4 separate regions of the Mus musculus genome follow, and regions 1, 2 and 4 are each linked to region 3. The links are chromatin contacts, called in public Hi-C and promoter capture Hi-C maps. All regions are on one chromosome and are shown on one strand. The core of a region is the stretch at or near the end of the contact, and the rest is flanking DNA. Distances in the headings are between cores, read along the strand shown.

Region 1 (2,700 bases), core at 86-2,585, 2.2 Mb before region 3:
ACATACTTTTTTTTTAAGCTACTATTGTTTATTTGTTCATGCGGATTGTTTTACATGCGTTCTGGTCTTTTCTAAGGTATAGTCCGGTAGCCATTTTCAGGCTGAATGTACCAGCAGACTGGAGTAAAAACCGAAGGACTTGAGTAAATATTTTGAATTCTTCTGATGGCTCATTGTACATTTTTGAGAGCTGAGAGGTGAAGGGTGGGGCCTTTGCACGGAACGGCTAAGACGGGGTAATGAGAATGATAGTTTTGCGTTGAAGTGGGGAAATACTCGTGGGCATGTGTTAAAGAGGCCGTTATAAATCCCAGCTGAGGGCACCCTACAAAATAACAGTACTCGGGGAAAATCTGGGGATCAACCCAAGAAACTGAACCAGGAGCTTAGGAGAGATGAACAAAAGCGATGTCCTCCAACAGGAAATAAAAAAGCATTTGGTAAAAAGAAAACCTGAATAAATAGTGACTTAAACAAGTGCTTTGTACTTACATAAGTGGCTGAAACTGGGTACTAGATGTGAGTGAACTCTTTTAAAGTATCTTTTCAGTTTTTTGTGCAAATCCAAAACGGTTCTAAACAAGAGTTTCTCAAGAGGGGCCTAAAATAGCAGTCTTTCCTTAGGTTCATATTTTAAATAAGAATCCGAAGGAAGTGAAAGGTCTAATAGAAATCAGTAATATTCCAGAGATATTCTTGACTGTTCCCCCATCCCCCAAGCTAGTCCTTACTAGAAACTGTCTAATAACACATTCTCGACCATCTCTAATGCTCTGGAGAGGGAACACCAGGAAACCTTTTGCAAAACCCCCTTTGGTGCGGCTGCCGGGGTTGTTCCCAGGGCTAACGGGCGTGCCATCTGCTCGCAGCCCAGGTGCTAACCAGGGTTCACGTGTCACCTGGCGGCGCCGGGTGCTAGGGAGCCGCCCTGGCAGGTCCCGGCAACTCGGCTCCCGCAGGTTGCTGGGGGCAGGGCGGCGTCCGCAGCATCCCGCGCGTGCGGATCGTTTCCCCGGCTCCATCTGCTGCGCTGGGGGCCGGCGTGGGTCGGTCCCCCACAACAAAAGGGCGCCCCGCGGAGAGCGCGCCGGCCCGCGCCGCCCCGCCCCGGCTTCCCGCGTCCGCGCCCGCGTCCCCGCGGGAAACGCTCCCGCGTCACCGCCTCCAGGTACCCGGAAGGGGGAGGGGGCGAGGCGACAACAATCCGGCGGGCGGGCGAAGGGGAGGAAAGGCGCGGCGCCGAGCGCCAAGACAGCGAGGGGCGGGGCTTCGGGCCGTGCCGCCGCGCCATTGGTCGGCACCGCCCCGCCGGCCGCCGCGCATTGGTGAATGCTCAAATTCAGTCTCAAGGCGCCAGAGGAGGTGTTTTAGCGGGGACCGCGATCCAGGGCTGGAGCTTGGCTTAGGCGGGTAGGAGACGCTGTCGCTACGCGGACACCGCGGGTGGAGCGGAGGATCTGCGAGCCTTGCCCTGCCCTGCCCATGTCGCCAGCCGGCCGCTGAGATCTACACGCTCTGCCCGCTCACGCGTGCGGCTGCGGACGTCCCCGGAGAGACCCTCCATCGCGCAGCGACAGTAAGGAAGCGTGCGGCCCCCTCGGATGGGGAGGCGGGAATGCGGAGACGGGTTACCCGCCGCCCTGGATGCCGTCCCACAGGCCCCGGGTCCGAGTGCCCCCTGGGGTTGTGCTGGCTGCAGCGCTAGGTGAAGGAGGCTGGTCCCCACTACCACCTACCCCCACGATTTAGGGGTCCCCTGGGAAGAGTTTCACTTGGGGTGTGCTTAGATGCCTAGGGAGGGGCTGAGCGCTTCCCGCATGGGTTGGTCTCTAGATCAGGTTTCAGTCTACCCCCTAGATCAAACCCACTCAAAGTTGAATTCCTCCCGGTTCTTTGCGCCAAAATTAACTGACCTGGGAGACCCTGTAACTTTCTTGGCATTTGCCTAACACCTTCCTTCCTTGGTAACTATTTTGCCTGTTGCTTTTCATAAAGGATTGCAGTTTTGTTCAGTTTTTTCGTCTTCCCAGATTTCCAGTGATTCCTAAGTATATTTTAAGTGTTTGTCCGTGTGAGTTTTAATGAGGAATGGAGGGTGTCTTCATTCTTGGAAAATTCCAGGAATGCTGTAGGAAGGGAAAGTTGATGTTCACAAGTGGCATTTTGTCGTTGTTGTTGTAGGGGGAAATAAATGTAAAATCATTTTCTGATATAGTTGTGTGTTCCAGATGGAGGTGAATTGTTTAACACTAAAAGACTTGATCAGCCCCAGGCAGACCAGACTAGATTTTGCCATTGAAGATGCAGAGAACGCACAAAAGGTAAGCACAAATAAATACTTTATAGTCTCCAGCATGTTTTGGATGGTGATGCCTAGCTTTCGTCTCGTATACAGCATAATTGTGATGGCCGTTATAGAGGAGTTTTTAGAGAATGGGGCCATTGCGACCTTTGTTTCGGCTCCTCTTAAGTCATTAGTGTTGGAACCAGCTTCTGAAGCCAAAGGTGCATTCTGGATGCAGTGATCAGAAGTTTGTGATGCCTAGAGATCCCAAGGGCAGTTGAATTAATGTTGGAAGAAATTAGAAAGCGTTAATTCCCTGGAACAGGATTTTGTTGTTGTAAATACTGGATTTAATGTCCGAATGCTGAGAAACACCACCTTCCTCCTAATGGACCAACTACAGAGATGTCTCCCAA
Region 2 (2,700 bases), core at 168-2,667, 2.2 Mb after region 3:
GAAATGCCCAATAGTGAGGAGAGAGACCCCCAGTAGAAAGTCAGGGCATCAAGTGGAGGGATGGGGTTGCCACCCCACAGTCAAAAACTCTGCCCCAGAATTGTTCTTGTCTAAAAGAACTACAGGGACAAAAATGGAGAAGAGACTGAGGGAAAGACGGTCCAGTGACCTACCCAAATCAGGATCCATCTCATGGGAAGGCTCCAAGGCCTGACACTATTACTGATGCTATGGTGTGCTTACAGACAGAAGCCTAGCATGTCTGCCCTCTGAGAGGCCCAACAATCAGCTCGCTGAGACAGACACAGATGCTTAACACCCAACCATTAGACTGAAGTTGGGGTCCCCAGGGGTTGAATTAGGGAAAGGCTGGAAGAAGCTGAAGAGGAGGGCAACCCCATAGGAAGACCAGGAGTCTCAACCAAACTGAACCCCTGAAATCTCTCTCGGATACTGAGCCACCAACCAGACAGCATACACCAGCCGATATGAGGCCCCAGACACATATACAGCAGAGGATGCCTGGTCTGACCTCAGTGGGAAAAGATGCACCCAACCCTGGAGAGACTCGAGGCCCCAGGGAGTGGGGAGGCCTTGGGGGAGCGGGGAGCATTCTCTTTGAGACATGGGTACTGTTACCTTTCAAAAAAACAAAAAAACAAAAAACAAAAAAAAAAGAAAAAAGAAAAACAACTACAAAAAAAAACCCTTTCTTTCATAGTAGTAGAGTATATTTTTGCTTAATAATCATACACATTCTCTCACATCTAGAATTCTATTATCCACTTACCCAGGCAAGAGGAAGTTCACGACAGAAAGCTGGAACGAGCCTGACTGAAACTGTGATCTAAGTTCCGTGCGCTAAGTTCTGTGTCCCTTGCTTATAGGAGACTCCTTCACTCACTTATTCCAGTCCTCGGTGTCTTACCTTCTACACAGCTCTAAGCAAGCTTAGTTACAGGGCTCCTAAACCCGTCCAACATAAGAGAACAAGAAGAACACACAAGAAGAAGAGCCAGAAATGCCAAAAGCACAGAAGCACGGTATTCAGCAATTGAATAGCAAGGTGCTTCCAAACGCAGGGTTATCACTAGACAGTAGAACTTACCTCAAGCTTCAAAGCATTGACTGGCAGCCTAGCCAGGCTTAACAAAGCATTCTTACACAAGTTTGTTTTCCTACCTGCCACTGAAGCAGACTTTATTGAAGTTATTGACTGCATGGTTTGTGTCAGAAAACTGGGACCCGAAATTCTGGAACTATTAAATCATGAAACGAACTTGAGTTTCCAACCTCAGATCCAGCAGCGCCTTTTCTTATTAGTGATGGAGCTTCCACGTGCAGAGTTATTGTGACCTACCATGATGGCGAGACAGAGCCTAGTGTTGTGGATGGCTCTGTGCTGCTTGCATTTTATGTTAATTCTGCTCTCCCGGGAGAGGTTGTCTGGAATGAGGAATGAGTCACATGATATGGTGGCTTCCTGTAAATTAATCCCCTAATGAATAAAGGAGCCAGTCGCTGGGTGAGTAGGCGGGACTTCTGGGTTGGACAGAGGAAGAGAGGAAGCAGAAGAGAGTTAGAGAGAAAGGTACGGTGGCAAAGTGTGGGTTTGCCAGATGTGCACCACAAAGGTCATGGGGGATTTGATGCACAGGGCTGGCATGGTAATGACCTGCAGTAAGAACTTAGTGAGCTGGGTGGAGAGATTGTGCAATTCTGAGTCAGTCTCCACGAGATAAAAATAGGTCAGCCATTGCCTGCCAATGCATGGCCAGTCAGGCTGCCAGGGCAGAGAGTTAGAGGCATAACCATGGGAATGGGCCAGTTCTGTTTTTTAATATTTCTTGCAACAGCCTAGTGCTGAAATAGTTCCACAAGCATAAGGGGCTATTATCCCTAACTCCTTGAGAGCCATTATAAGCCCATCCTCTGCAATCCACTGTGGATTCTGTCTCCACCACCACCACCATTTTTTTTCTTTATGATCTAACAGATCAAGGCTTGGTGCCTAAAGAAGATGGGTGCTCCAGGATGGGACAGGAAGAACATCCAACAAGTATCTGCCCCTTGGTTGTCCCTGTCGTAGCCAAAGGATAAGGCTCAGAAAGAAGGACTGCTTCTGAAAGATGGTCCAATACCAGCAATCTGTCATCTGATCAGTATAGAGACACACAAAGGGGCTCACTACCCCTTTCAGAGTATTTGCTGAATTGTTTCTGCTTTCTTCAGGAGATTGCTTTGCAAGGTTGTTGAGAAGGAGACACCCAAGTCCCCCTCCCATACACCTTTACGCTCCCACCACCACCCTTATCCCACCCCCTACCCCAGCACCCACCCCTGGCTAGTTTGAATTTTAGCATCATCAAGACTTCAGTTCTCAAACAGGGCATGCTTTCCTGCCTTTAGCCAAAATTCCTTAAGCTTGACTAAATCGCAATTGATAATGGGCTGGCAGTAAGAAGGATGGCTGGTAGTGGAGCAGAACACTTTAGAATAGAAATATTAGCACAGTAAAAATAAATATTAGAAACAAAGGTGAGACTAATGGTTGTGTTATTTAAACCACACAGGTCTCCCTACCCTGGTAACACCATATCACCTCCTCCCTGACACACACACACACACACACGCACACACGCACACGCACACACACACACACACACACACACACATTTCTGTTGTCATTTCTTTAAACCC
Region 3 (2,700 bases), core at 195-2,694:
GTCTTCCAGTTGGACATGATGTGCAGTCGCGGAGGTACACTTCATCCTCATAGCATCAAAAGAAAATCTTCAGCTGTTTGAAAACCACCTTGTCCTTTGCCAAACCTTTGCCACTCAGTAGGATGGAAAGACAGGTCTTCTGATGAGCCAAAGGCAAGGCCTTGTCCCCACAAAATGCTGGACCTTTGGAAAACAGGTGATTTGGAACTTCTTGAAGACAAGGGCACAAGGGCTTCCCATCGAATTCAAACGGGAATATTAATATTTTTAGTATTTAAGTCACATACCTGACTTCTATTTGTATCAAAGAGGCCCAATTGGAGGCTTAGAAATCAGAGGAGCAGTCCACCGAAGCTGACTGATCAGGGCCTGACCATCAACACCATCTAAAACTTCGAAGGAGGCCCATGACATCAGGCAGATGCAGAATCTGAGAAACAAATAGAATTGTATAGGCTGGGTACACAGCTGCTCACCTGTGTACCGAGGACAGTTCAGGGTCCTTGCACATCCACATGTATTTTATACAGCTCAAAATACAGCACGACGCCTCTGGACCTTCTTCTGCCCAGGATTTCAGAGCTGGCATGGGAGACCCTTTCAAATGGACCGGGATTCCTAAATTCTCCTCTTTGGGTGTTTTGTTCGTTTTACGCCTTCTCGGTTTTTTTTTTTTTTGTATTTTAATGCTAAGATCTTGAAGGGGGGTAAATGGGACTTTTGTTTGCTTTTCCTTTATTTGTTGATTTAATTTTTTTTCTCTCCAACTTAGCTTATTCCTCCAAAGCCACGGGGACCAGTCTCTATTATTGTCCTGGTCACTGTGTCGCCCTCTCTCAGGTGGTGACTACTGGAATTCCGGAGGTGAACGCTGCAGCTCCGTCTGGGGCCCGTCCCCGGGATCCCCAGGAAGGGAGCAGAGCGGGAGGCGGCACGCGCCTTTGTCCTCCACTGGCTGGATGCCGAAATCCTTCACGCTCCCAGTGTCTGCAAACTCCAGGTAGAAGTAGCCACACTTGACCGCCCGGTGCACCTCAAAGCAGAAGCCCAGGCAGGAATCCTCTATCAGGTCTACATAGATCTCCTGGGCGATGGCCTCCAGCTTGTTAGTATCCAGGTTGGCCAACGAAATCTCCTCCATCTTAACCGGCAAGCGACCGTGCGGAGGGCGCTGGCTTTACTCACGGCACACTCGGGCTCCGCTAGGCCTGCAAGGCCTCTCCGGGCCTCGTCCTCCGGGACGGCAACGGCGACGACGGCGGCGTCCGCGGCGACAGCAACCGCCGCTCCGGAGCCCCAACGCTCGCTCGGCTGCGACGATCACCCAAGTTCGGGATTCTGAGCTGCACCCGAGCCCGGCTCGCCGCGAAAACCGTCTCGGCGCCTCACCCAGCCGTTCGGGCCTCTTCCTCTCGCTGACAGTCTGGGCCCGCCCCCCCACTTCCGCCCGGTGCTGCGCCTGCGCACTGGCTCCGCGCGGAGGCTGGGCTTGGGCTCGGGCTCTGGCGCAGTTCGCTGGCCTGGGAGCACTGTTGGTCTGTGCGAGCCAGTGGCGACAACTGGCATTCCTGCCTGTGTCTTTTTCTCTCTCCCGGTTCATAAAATGTTATCGACGATGCTATGGTATTTTGTTTAGGGCTTTAAACGTTCACTAATGCGTTCACCTGTGTTTCAATGATTTCTTACGTAAAAGGAGGAATAATAATTACTTGTCCAGTTGTGTAATCAATCGAATAATGATTTCAGGCATGTTTATCCACATACGACTGAAAATTTGACGTACAGGATTGGCTTGCAGTAATTTACAGTACTGCCGCAGTTGTCATTTAAATCCACTAGATGATGCAAGGAAACAAATTGCCCTATAGTTTATCTTTGAGGCTTTCTTTGAATGAAAACAACTAGAATCCTGACACTAAAGGCATAATTCAAATATATTGATCAAATAAACCTAAGGCATTTATCTCACTTATAAGACCATTAAGTCAGCGTGACTGTAAAGAAATGATTATATACGTCTCCAAATGTGCTACAAGATAAAAATGATGTGCGCTTAGTTTGGGGGAGGCAAAGAGGAGGGGGAAGACTTTCCTAAAGTTACACTGCTTTCACTGTGAGAACTGGAACCGTCCCACCAAATCCTCTGCAGCCAGCTCCTAACAACTTTTCTCATTTGACTCAAGCAAGTCCTTATTCTGTCACTGATAAAACACACTACTAACCACAATGGATCAGAAGATGCTAGCTAGCTATTCCTAAAAAGATTAGTTGTGAATTCAAACATAAGGAAATCACTGTATTCTTTCTTTACTTTTTTCTTTCTTGTTCATTATTTGATCCTCCTCTGCAACTGCTCTACTTTTGCAATTTATCAGAAAGAACTGTGGCTAAGGAAAAACTCAAATCCTCCTTTATAGCTTTCTTATGCAAGATTTCCAGATTAGAGAAAAGCATAAGATGATCATATTTTCCTCAGTACAGAATTACCTTACACTGATTGATTTAGAGTGCAAACTATTTGTAAACAACTGTATTTTCTAGTTGTCTATTTAATTAATTTAGATCTCACAAATTGGCAGATACAAATCATTTAGCTTATGCTACTTAATTTTTTTCTGCCCAGAGTTCTTTTTTTTTAATTTAAAAAAAGACAGAACTTTAAAAAAATTGGACTTTTGTATAATCTAGATGTTCTAGATT
Region 4 (2,700 bases), core at 201-2,700, 2.0 Mb before region 3:
ACAGAAAAACAACAGGTCCAGTCCTTAGGCCCCTTCCTCAGAGAAACTCTAGTGGACCTCAGGAGTAGCAGAAAAAGGACAATCGCTTGCTGAAAAAAAGGGAACATGAACTACCCTGCTTCCTTCAGTGAAAACAAACCAGAAGCCCCTCCCGTAAGAAGTGCAGCAAGCTGCGGAGGTAAAGCAAACAGATCGGAATCGTGAATGTAAGAATTGCTGGTATTTAGAAAAGCTCACAGCAGGCACCCATGCTTTCAAACTCCTGCCGCAATCTGGGGGAGATGTCAATCACTACTTGCACTGTTTTTCAACAGTCCTTGGTGGACAGAGAATCTGGCTGCAATTACGAGCTTATTTTGGATTGGGCCCAGCATACGACATAAAAAGGCATAAACCAGGCCTGTACTTTGTCACCGGAGGGGCCTTCCTCAACTCTGCCTCCTCCTACCCCCCCTAACAGGGCCTTTGGCAACGTAAGCGGGAAATTTTTTATTGTCGCAACGCGAGGGTACTGGCATCTATCAGTTAAAGTCATCCTAACCCCCACCAAAGAACTAGGCTATTAACAGCATGATGTTGCGCCTGGATGAAAGGGGTGATCGATTTGTGACAGAGGGGAGTAGTTTTGGTCGCTGCCTATTGCGGCGTGGAGGTCACCACTCTTCAAATACTAATTCTTAGGGCAACCCACTACTGATGACAGAGAAGTGGATCACCAAATGTCCTAGAATACAAACCAGATAGAGATGACATTATTTTGCTTTTTGTCTAGAACAATAATATGTCACCTCAAGCCCAGATTTTAGGTCCTTTCTGCTGTCTTCGCCGGCGAGACATCCCTGGACTTTTCGGACAACTGCAAACAATTGCAAACTGAAACCCGAAGCCTTTTGGCGCCAGGGTTTCTGCGTGGGTTGTGGGTTTCTTCCCCCCTCAGCAAAGAGTGGTGGGGGAAAGCAAAACACTTGGGGAATGAGGTGTTTTCATAACGTCATTTGTTTAGTCTAGATGAGGAATGCAGCTCTTTCGCGACAGGAAAGCTGCGGATTCCAGAAGCCGGGATTCTGACCAGAGACTATCCTGCACCGGGGAGTCCTGCACCCCGGAGGCTAACATATGGCGTTTGTGCAGTAAAGGGTGGCGGGAATCCCACGGGGCGACACCGGATCTCGCTGGCTCCGGGCCGATCCTGAGTGCTCCGGACGTCCCGGGACCGGCGGGTAGGAGCAGCCGGAGACGGTGGGAGACTCGGACGCGCGGGAAGCCGCAGGAAGAGGCGGGATTCCGGTCTTTTGTCTCGGGGCCAGAGCTCGAAACCCGCAGCGGGAGCCCAGCTCAGCGGGCCGGGCGGAGACCATCGCACACCCCGAGGGGCATGACCGATGATGGGCGTGGCGAACAAGGCCACGCCCAACATAAGTCTTTAAAAGCGGGCACACGCGCTCCCGCCAGTCTCCGGATCCGCCCGCGGCTTTCCTCGGTCAGACCTCGTTAGCTCCGCCCGCCGCGTGCTCCCTCCTCCCACTCGGGTGAGTCCTAGGAAGCCTGCAGCCCCGCGGTCCCTGTCATCTCCACCCCTGCTCCTGACTATGCTTCCACCCGTCCTCTCACTTCTGCCCCAATGCGGGGTCCACTAGCACACCTGCTGTCGCCCCCAGACCATCCCTGCCCTGGGACCTCATGTCCTTGGGGCAGGTAAATCATCCCCTGTGACCTTTAATTTTCCATCCTGTTCTCTGGGAGAGAGGCGAGCTGGGAGTTTCTCGTGGCCGCCAATGCCTCTTTTTGTAGCCCCAGGCTCCCTCCCAGGGCTGATTCTCCCCTTCGGGTAGGAGGGGTTAGAGGCTTCGGGGCTCCAGTGCCCCAAGGGTGTGTCTGCCCAGCCCTGACGACCTTCTCGGGAATTGGGTGGGTACTCTGGGGTGGTGGGCGTCTCCATACCCTCTGAGCTCCAGTTCTCCTGTGGCGAAACGGAGCTCCTGGCCATCGCCTTTGTTCGGTGGTCTCTGCCCACCCGGCACAGAAGGAACCATAGTGAAATTCTAGTTGAACATTCCTAGCTTTTCCTGGTGCTTTCTACCTTTAAAGTACAAACAAGGATACAGCATTGCTTGGTTCTGAAATTCTGCAACAGGTCCTAAAAGTCACAGTATGGGTTCAGAGCTAGATAATAGTTATAGGCATCCGTGAGGTAAGGGGTGAGGTGAGGGGAGAGCTCTTGAAACTTCTGCCCCCTTGGAAGCCAGGACTTTGAACTTTATTTGTTTACCTGATTACTTTTTGAGTAAATATTTGGTTTGACCTGTTTTGTTTGAGTCGCATACATTTTTACTTTATTAAATGCTTTTCAGTTCGGGGCGGGGGGGGGGCTGGGTGTAGTAATTTTTTAACTTGGGCAGCGAAAATAGTTAAATTATTGACTTTTTCAATGCGTGCTTAATCTCTACTTACATAAAACCAAAGAATCCAAAAAGGAAGTGATTCTTGTACCCAGATTCTTCAAGAAAGATTTAAACGGTAGATTTCAAAAGAGAGACTCATACAATCTCAACACTGCATACAAGTGACATTTGGGACCCTATTCTCTGCCATTGCCTTGTAATTGTTACTGATAATTCCTTCATTACTCCTCAAGGCTGTTTGACCCCACTTTTTATAGCCAGGTTGCCATAGACGTATACATCCCATGAGTCTCTGGAA

What was found. Promoter capture Hi-C pulls out the DNA fragments that hold promoters and counts their contacts. A called contact is a pair of places that touch in the nucleus more often than the background predicts.
Region 1: a contact with region 3 is called in a Hi-C map of double positive thymocytes, with 8 times the contacts expected there. The contact joins the promoter of E2f7 here to the promoter of Atxn7l3b in region 3. A contact is called at or near these places in 1 of 39 promoter capture datasets (liver), 3 of 484 Hi-C or Micro-C datasets (CD4 T cells, CD8 T cells and double positive thymocytes), 2 of 115 datasets of contacts at active chromatin or transcription factors (astrocytes and thymic regulatory T cells) and 2 of 9 other capture datasets (adipose tissue and liver).
Region 2: a contact with region 3 is called in a Hi-C map of the N1E-115 cell line, with 4 times the contacts expected there. The contact joins the enhancer-like site here to the promoter of Atxn7l3b in region 3. A contact is called at or near these places in 2 of 39 promoter capture datasets (embryonic stem cells and hippocampal neurons), 1 of 484 Hi-C or Micro-C datasets (the N1E-115 cell line) and 8 of 115 datasets of contacts at active chromatin or transcription factors (SST interneurons, astrocytes, differentiating embryonic stem cells and 5 more).
Region 4: a contact with region 3 is called in a promoter capture Hi-C map of liver, with 4 times the contacts expected there. The contact joins the promoter of Csrp2 here to the promoter of Atxn7l3b in region 3. A contact is called at or near these places in 2 of 39 promoter capture datasets (liver and pre-B cells) and 1 of 484 Hi-C or Micro-C datasets (CD4 T cells).

Annotation. Positions count from the first base shown.
Region 1 is chr10:110,744,104-110,746,803 of GRCm38.p6, forward strand. It overlaps E2f7 (E2F transcription factor 7), which reads left to right and starts at 1,336. Exons shown (of 13, transcript NM_178609.5): 1 at 1,336-1,576; 2 at 2,229-2,321. The coding sequence starts at 2,229.
Region 2 is chr10:115,098,639-115,101,338 of GRCm38.p6, forward strand. The region is part of intron 8 of Tph2 (tryptophan hydroxylase 2); the gene reads right to left. Among named protein-coding and RNA genes, the nearest start is that of Tph2, 85 kb to the right of the region's middle. Within about 2 kb of position 1,418, at least 13 of the 459 cell types and tissues checked have an H3K27ac peak or open chromatin away from gene starts, as enhancers often do. A contact at or near this core is called in the N1E-115 cell line, where this site is marked.
Region 3 is chr10:112,927,582-112,930,281 of GRCm38.p6, forward strand. Atxn7l3b (ataxin 7-like 3B) reads right to left here and starts at 1,445. Exons shown (of 1, transcript NM_001033474.2): 1 at 1-1,445. The coding sequence starts at 1,141. The coding sequence ends at 848.
Region 4 is chr10:110,918,726-110,921,425 of GRCm38.p6, forward strand. Csrp2 (cysteine and glycine-rich protein 2) reads left to right here and starts at 1,451. Exons shown (of 6, transcript NM_007792.4): 1 at 1,451-1,529.